2 separate regions of the Mus musculus genome follow, and region 1 is linked to region 2. A link is a contact called in public Micro-C data. All regions are on one chromosome and are shown on one strand. Each heading gives the region's core, a stretch centred on a gene start, on an enhancer-like site or on the middle of the called end of the contact. The rest is flanking DNA. Distances are from core to core; before and after follow the strand shown.

The links. A called contact is a pair of places that touch in the nucleus more often than the background predicts.
Region 1: a Micro-C map of the AtT-20 cell line shows a contact between it and region 2, with 3 times the contacts expected there. The contact joins two enhancer-like sites. A contact is called at or near these places in 1 of 39 promoter capture datasets (the 3T3-L1 cell line), 3 of 15 datasets of contacts at CTCF or cohesin (hippocampal excitatory neurons, large pre-B cells and pro-B cells), 89 of 484 Hi-C or Micro-C datasets (the 3T3-L1 cell line, 3T3-L1-derived adipocytes, the AML12 cell line and 57 more) and 6 of 115 datasets of contacts at active chromatin or transcription factors (astrocytes, embryonic basal ganglia, embryonic forebrain and 3 more).

What each region holds. Positions count from the first base shown.
Region 1 is chr12:118,456,248-118,459,775 of GRCm38.p6, forward strand. No RefSeq gene overlaps it. Among named protein-coding and RNA genes, the nearest start is that of Gm25577, 47 kb to the right of the region's middle. Within about 2 kb of position 1,469, at least 12 of the 459 cell types and tissues checked have an H3K27ac peak or open chromatin away from gene starts, as enhancers often do. A contact at or near this core is called in the AtT-20 cell line, where this site is marked.
Region 2 is chr12:117,830,076-117,833,607 of GRCm38.p6, forward strand. No RefSeq gene overlaps it. Among named protein-coding and RNA genes, the nearest start is that of Cdca7l, 12 kb to the right of the region's middle. Within about 2 kb of position 1,701, at least 36 of the 459 cell types and tissues checked have an H3K27ac peak or open chromatin away from gene starts, as enhancers often do. A contact at or near this core is called in the AtT-20 cell line, where this site is marked.

The DNA of each region.
Region 1 (3,528 bases), core at 219-2,718, 630 kb after region 2:
TTGATTAAAAAAAAAAAGCCTAAAGCTTACCATATCAAAGTACTAGGGCTAATGCTGATATAATATGGGGAAAAGTCAGAGGGTGTCCCAGGCACATGCTCTGGCCAGCCTGGGATCCGGCAGTGTCTCGCCCTCCTCTGTTTGCAGTTCCCCTGAATACTGGGGTGGGCTGAAATCTCCGAACGACACCAAGTCTGTCAGTTTTCATCTGTTTCGTGGGGATTTGCATGTTAACAGCCTCCCAGGCACTGCTGTACCCACTGTTAGCTTCAGCTCAGGATTCTGGCTCTGGTCATAAATTACTTCCTCAGCACCTGTGCCCCATCTTGAGTGAACAAATCCTGTTGAGCGTGATCGAATTCATGTAGGGACTTCAAATAGCCGAAGATGGAAGATACAGGAAAAATCTAAAGGCATATTATTTTAAAACTCTTATTGTCTTTGTGAGGAAAAATCAAAATGTGCGCCGAGCGATTTATCTGGGCGAGTTTCGTGGCTGCTGGCAACGACTCTGAGAGTTCTCCACATCCCTCCTCCCTTCCTTCTTGGTGACTCTCTTAGCAAGGCCTAATATTTTGTCTCTGGATTCCTTTTTTGAATTTGAAAAGGAAACTTACAAGAAAGAGAAGTCTTCTTTTAAGACAAAGGAATTAAAGATTGCAATCAAATCACAAACTCAAGTTAATTCTGTGGCTGTAAATACTCAGCTTTAGGTTAATAAGCACCTGTGCCATCAGTATGTCTGAACAAGTTCCCGAATACAGTCTTTCAGAAACGTTTGTAACACCCAACAACTGGAAGTCAAGAACGCAACGTTTTCAATTGCTACCTAAAAGCTGGGCAGAACAAGGTATCCTAAAACAACTATGCTTTTAAAACTAATTAGCATATGCAGTGACCTTAAAATGTAAAGATGTTACTTCTGTGAGACTAATTTTCTTCCCCAACCCAATAGGAAGTAAATGGAAATACAGAACGGAAGAGTTCTTATCATAGAATTACTGCTTTTAAATTTCGTGTGCGCGCGCGCACACACACACACACACACACACACACGAATAAAATTTTGTACCCCAGTATACTATTTTATAAAGGCTTGCTGGAACTTAGTTGGAAAGTGATAAAACACAAACTAAGCCAAAGTCAGCAAAAGTCAACAGTTGTGGCGGTTTTGTTTTCTGGTCTTTCCTTCTTGGAGGTCAAGGGATGTAGCTGTGTGTGTGTGTGTGTGTGTGTGTGTGTGTGTGTGTGTGTGTTTTCAAAGGAGGTTTAGTTATAGTCTTTCATTAAAAAAAAAAAGAAAGAAAGAAAAAGAAATGTAGACTCTACCTATTTAGCATCATTGCTCACGCCATGTTTTCTGGCAGTTCCCAAATAATACGAATAGAAACAAACCCGTGTAGAGTGTCCATCGAAGGAAAAGAAGCCTCCTTACCCAATGCTTTAGGCAAGTAGAGACTGAAAGACGAGCATGTTTGTGCGTGTATCTACTTAAATACTTACCATGCTACCATTCTCTTGGAGCTTGCAGTCATATGTGCTTTCTGTGTCCAGAAAAATCAATATTCTTATAGTTTTAAACGGGATTTTTTTCTCCCACGTCAGAAATGGGACTCTTCGACCGCGGCGTTGTGGCTTCAGATCCACAGGGTTGGGGTCCGCTCCCGCGCTGCGCGTTGCCTTTTTCATCAACAGAGGGCGCTCTGCGGTTTTCCAAGGATCCCGGCTTCTCTCACGGCCGAGCTGGGCAGCGGGCGAAGCATCAGTTAGCCGCGTTTGCAGGGTTTTTCCCCCCCATACCAGGCAGAAGCTCTTTCAACTGGCTAGTGTATGATTTATTGGAAATACTACTGATCACTGAAACAACATACGTGAATGAAAGGAAACCCCATGATTTTACAAAAGTCGGGTGACCGTGACATCTAAGGCTGCTAACTAACCCCAACCGGATAGTATTGGAAATGATCATAAGCATAGAACGCAGGCTGATACAGTCTTCACCTTGGGAAGCCAGGGCGACAGCTTTATTTACATGGCCTATCCCAGTCCTGAGCGCGCGAGTGTGCCTGGTTGTGTCCTACTTTAATATATTATACTCTTTTATACCTGATACTAGACAAATGAAATACATAATTCCTCGTGAAGTAATCTGCCTAGGTCCTAATTGACACATTAGGAGAGCTCTGAGAAGCTTTTTCTCTGCTGAAGGTTAGAGAGAAGATACCAGATGCCGATGCTATTAATTTCTCAACAGTCCAAAGCACAAAATTTCAGCTGAAAACTTGAGAGAATGAAAAAAGATATATTTCAAGAAAATTAGATTTTTCTCAGAGTATTTGTCCAAGATCTACATTTTTAGATGCATAATTTATTAGATGTTTCAACACAGAGAAGTAATCATAACCAGCTAACTCGAAGATTGCCAGTTACTATCCTTCCCGGCAAAGTTTTACAAATGTCTTAAAGCCACTGTGAAAGTCAGAGCAGCAACCCTAACAGACGCCAGAATCAACATATTTGACAGAAGTGCGCACGCCATCGTAGCCCATTATTTCAAATGAGAATGTTCCATCTCAAGATCCGGAACGATACCACCAATGACAGAATAAACGGGAATGTGGAAGTCAAACAGCATGACAGCAGCTACTCAGAACTAGAAAATAAGAGCATTGTAACGTATAGGTGTGCTCCAAGGTTCTCCTCTGAGAAAATGTGCTCCTCTGAGAAAATGAGCTCCTTTCCCACAAAGGGAAAGAAATGCCAGGTTTCCTTATGTTGAATGCATGTTTGTGTAATATTGAAGATGATGAAACAAATATTTAACAGCTAGGACAGTGCATTCCCAGCTAACTCATCCCTTTATCGCTTGCTGGTTGGAAGATAAGAACCATCCTCTTTCTTTTGCAAATATGTTTGCCAGCAGCTGTTTCAACATTTATAAAGACCATTCTCACTGATTGCCAAATAACCATAAATTTATTTACGCATATTTTTGAGTTGGAGGCATAAAAATAATTACATGTCTGATTAAATCCACTTATGCCTTCGTGTCTTACTAAATCTATAATAGATATGAATCGTTACAATACACTGCATCTAAGTGCATAAATAATGCCATACACATGCAGAATCCAGCTTTGCTGCAGCAGAAGGCAGGCAGTCGTGTACATATACGTAGTTGGGCTGGATTATGAATATTGGTGTGGATTCTGTAACGTAGGACATTAGTCAGAAAGCTGAAATGTTCTTATTAATCATTAGTTTAATTTCTTAAAATATATTAAGTTTTTATTTTATATAAATAAGCATGTCGTAAGAAAGATGGACTAGAAACTCCATGCTTTTAAATGTGCACGTATGGAAAATCATATATTTACTTCCAAGTTGAACTGAATTCTTTCAGATGTGAGTTTCTCTTATTCACAGCCCACCCCCTTCCCACCCTCTTCTCATCATTCTGTCCACCTCCACCCTCCACCTCTGCCACTGTGAACCAAGGTAATTTAAATGATTATAGTATTTTGTAGA
Region 2 (3,532 bases), core at 451-2,950:
TCTATTCTTATAACAACTATATTACTACTCTTAGACCCACTTAAAAATGAAGAGACTAACGCTCAACAGTTAAGAGCACTTGCTCTCTGCAGAGGGTCTGTGGTTCAATTCTCAGCACCCATTGGATGGCTCACAACCATCTATAACACCAGTTCCAAGGTGCTCGGTACTGTTTTTTGGCCTTTATGGGCACCAAACACTCATGTACTGCGTAGACATACATGCAGGCAAAACACTCATATACATAAGATAAAAATAAAATAAAGTTTTTAAAATGAGGAAACTTTTATACTAAGTGGTTCTCTGGGGTTTTCAGCTGGTTGGTAGCTCCCCACCCCCACTCCCTTGGAGGTACCAGTCTGCTGTTTCCACCCAGTGCTTTGTTTCTGAGGAGTTGGCATCTGGACCATGCTCTTGACTCATTCTGGAATGCTTGGTGCCCCTCAGTGCTTCCAAGACTGGTTTCATGAACAGTAGGAGATGACAGTGTCTCAGAAGTAAATAAGGAAGTTGATTCCAGGGACTTCATTATGAATCGGGGAGTTTTGATGGTATCCGGACTGAGATTTCATAGATGTCAGTCAACAGAACAACTCTCGTGTCAAGCAACCTTGCTCATCCCTGTTTTACTGAGAGGTGCAGTAGACTGGTTAGGAAGGGGGAACAATTTCCCTGGCCATACTGTGGACTGGCTCGAGCCCACTTCCAGGGTAGACACCCAGACACTTCTCAAGTGGCATTACAATACTTTACATTTCCCACCCAGACAAGTAAGAAAAAAGTTTTTCTAAACCAAAATACAAACCTACTGTCTGAATTCTCACAGACTCAGAAGCAAACTCTTGGACTCCTGACTCTCTTTCTCCAAGGCTTTTCATCTGCAGGGCTGTGGGTCATTTCTTCCTCTTCTTATGGGATTTCAAACTTCTACCTCGTATTCTGCAGGTATTTTTCGGTTAGTGAACGCTAATTAAACTGCCAAGATCTTAAATCCAGCTCAACAAACATCACTCCATACCTGTCTAAAACGGGAAGATCTAACTTGGTGCTTTACACTGGATGTTGGACCAATGAATCTTTGTAGCACAAACAAAACACCTGAACCTAGTCTGCTCATCTTGGGGCTCAGCATCTTCTGGCAAAGGCAGGCAAATAAGAAAACACTGGCAGGGCTGAAGAGATGGCTCAGTGATTAAGAGTACTGACTGTTCTTCCAGAGGTCCTGAGTTCATTTTCCAGCAACCACATGGTGGCTCACAACCACCTACAATGGGATCCAATGCCCTCTTCTGTTGTGTCTGATGACAGCTACAGTGTACTCACATACATAAAATAAAAAAAGAAAGAAGAAAGAAGAAAACACTGGCTGATGCAATGGGAATTTCTACAGAGAGGCAAGCACTGCTTGCTTGTGGAAGACCTCTGACCTATAAAACGCAGAGGGCCAGCAGCAGCTGAGCCAAGGAGTTGCGGAGCGTGTGCCTGGGATGCCAGATATAGAGGCAGGTTTAATCCAGTCTTCTCTTCAGCCTGCAGAACAGAAAGGTATGTGTAAGTAGGCAGGCTGGCCACATTTGCAATTACCTAGGCAAGATTTGGGAGGAGTTTAAAAAAGTAAATAGAGGAGTGATCAGTCGTGTAATTTATACCTCTCTGGCTGGGGTTTTTGAATGAAATAGGGAAGTGCAAACACATAACAGGAAACTGGTGGCAGACGGTCAGTTGTGAGGCAGAACACGGAGGGGCAAATTGTGAACAAGATGGTGGTCACACAGAGGGAGACAAGAGACATTTTACAAGTGGACTTGTTGAATGATGCAAAGCGGGGAGCAGGAGTTACTGGGGTAACACCGAGATGTTTGTTTGGCTTTTGGGATGAGACTGACGGACTTCATCGAAACTATGTGAGTGGAGAGAACAGTAGGTCGGGAAGGTCAGATTTGTCATCTTGTGTCAGATGAAGCATTTTGACACCTCGGACATCTTTAGACTTGGTGTGTGAGGACCATGCAGATGCTGTTGATGCCCTCATGCAGAGGGGATGAGGAGGTAAGCAGCTGTTCATATACCATTTTCTAACTACCGTCTTTACAGTAGGTAAAGGCATAACAAGATTTATCATCTTCACCGTCATTCAAAGCATGCAGTGTACAAAGGCCATGTATAAACCCTATTGTCAAAGGAATAACCTCCAAAATGTTTTTGCCTTGCAGAAGTGAAACACTATACTATTGCATCACAGCTTGGGATAAAATCCTCTGGCAGAAGCAGCTTAAGAGAGGAAGGGCTTATCTGGCTCACCATGGGGAGTGGAAGCAGTAGGAACTTGAGCTGCCAGTCATCCAGTGTATGTCAGGAGACAGGGTGGACAGACGAAGGCATGCCGGCTGCTGCTCAGCTCTCCTCCAGTTATGTGGTCCAGGCTCCCAGGCAGAGAACCGTGACATTTACAGCAGCTGTATCTTCCCACCTCGGTTAAAGCAATAAAGCAACCTCCCACAGGCATGCCCAGAATGCTTCTCCCTGATAACATCTGTCAAACTGACAACTTGACATCCCAAAACATCACCTTTTAAGCCATAACTTTCCATCCATTGTCTGCATAGGCTCATGAAGGTGTTATAATATAACATGTATCCCATCCAATTTCAAAGGTCTCCATACTTTTTGAGAATTACAATGCTTCAAAAGTCCAGTGTCAGGCTGGAGAGATGGCTCAGTTGTTAATAGCACTGACTGTTCTTCCAGAGGTCCTGAGTTCAATTCCCAGCAGCCACATGGTAGGTCACAACCACCTGTAATGGAATCCAATGCTGTCTTCTGGTGTGTCTGGAGACAGCGACAGTGTACTCACATATATAAAATAAATAAATCTTAAAAAAAAAAAGAAGTCCAGTGTCTTAGCTGTGAGCTCATATAAAGCTGTAAACATGACACACCTGCTAGCATATAATGGTGCAGAGTAAACGTTCTTATTCCAAATGGAAGAATCAGAGCATAATGTGAAATGATATCAAAGCAAAACCAAAATCCAGCAAGGAAAACAGGAAATCCTACAACTCCATGTCTGCCACCTGGGGCTTGGAACATACACTCAAGCATTCCAAAGGCTTGGGGAGAGTCACCTTACAGCTCTACTTCCTTACCACACCAGGGTTCTCTCTTGGGCCAGCTTCACTCCAGACCTGAAGATAACTAATTTTAATGTGTAGTCAATACATGGTGTTAACGTGTATTTCACAATATTTTATCCTTTTATTTTAATTGTCTGTGGAGGCATGCTTCCACTGCCCTTTTCTGAGCCCCAGGTTGTAAATAAAATCCTACTGGTTATGAAGACCAAATGAACTTTGTTTTTAGAATTTGCACTTATTTTTTAGATACTACAATTTCTTAAATAAAAACAAAGGAATTCCATGAGCCAGAAGAATTTCAAATTTACTTAGAGATGACCATCCCTATCTTGTTATATTAAGAATGTCAACTGTCTAGTATTCTTAAACAACAGGTGCGGAAGAGGAAAAGCCAGTTC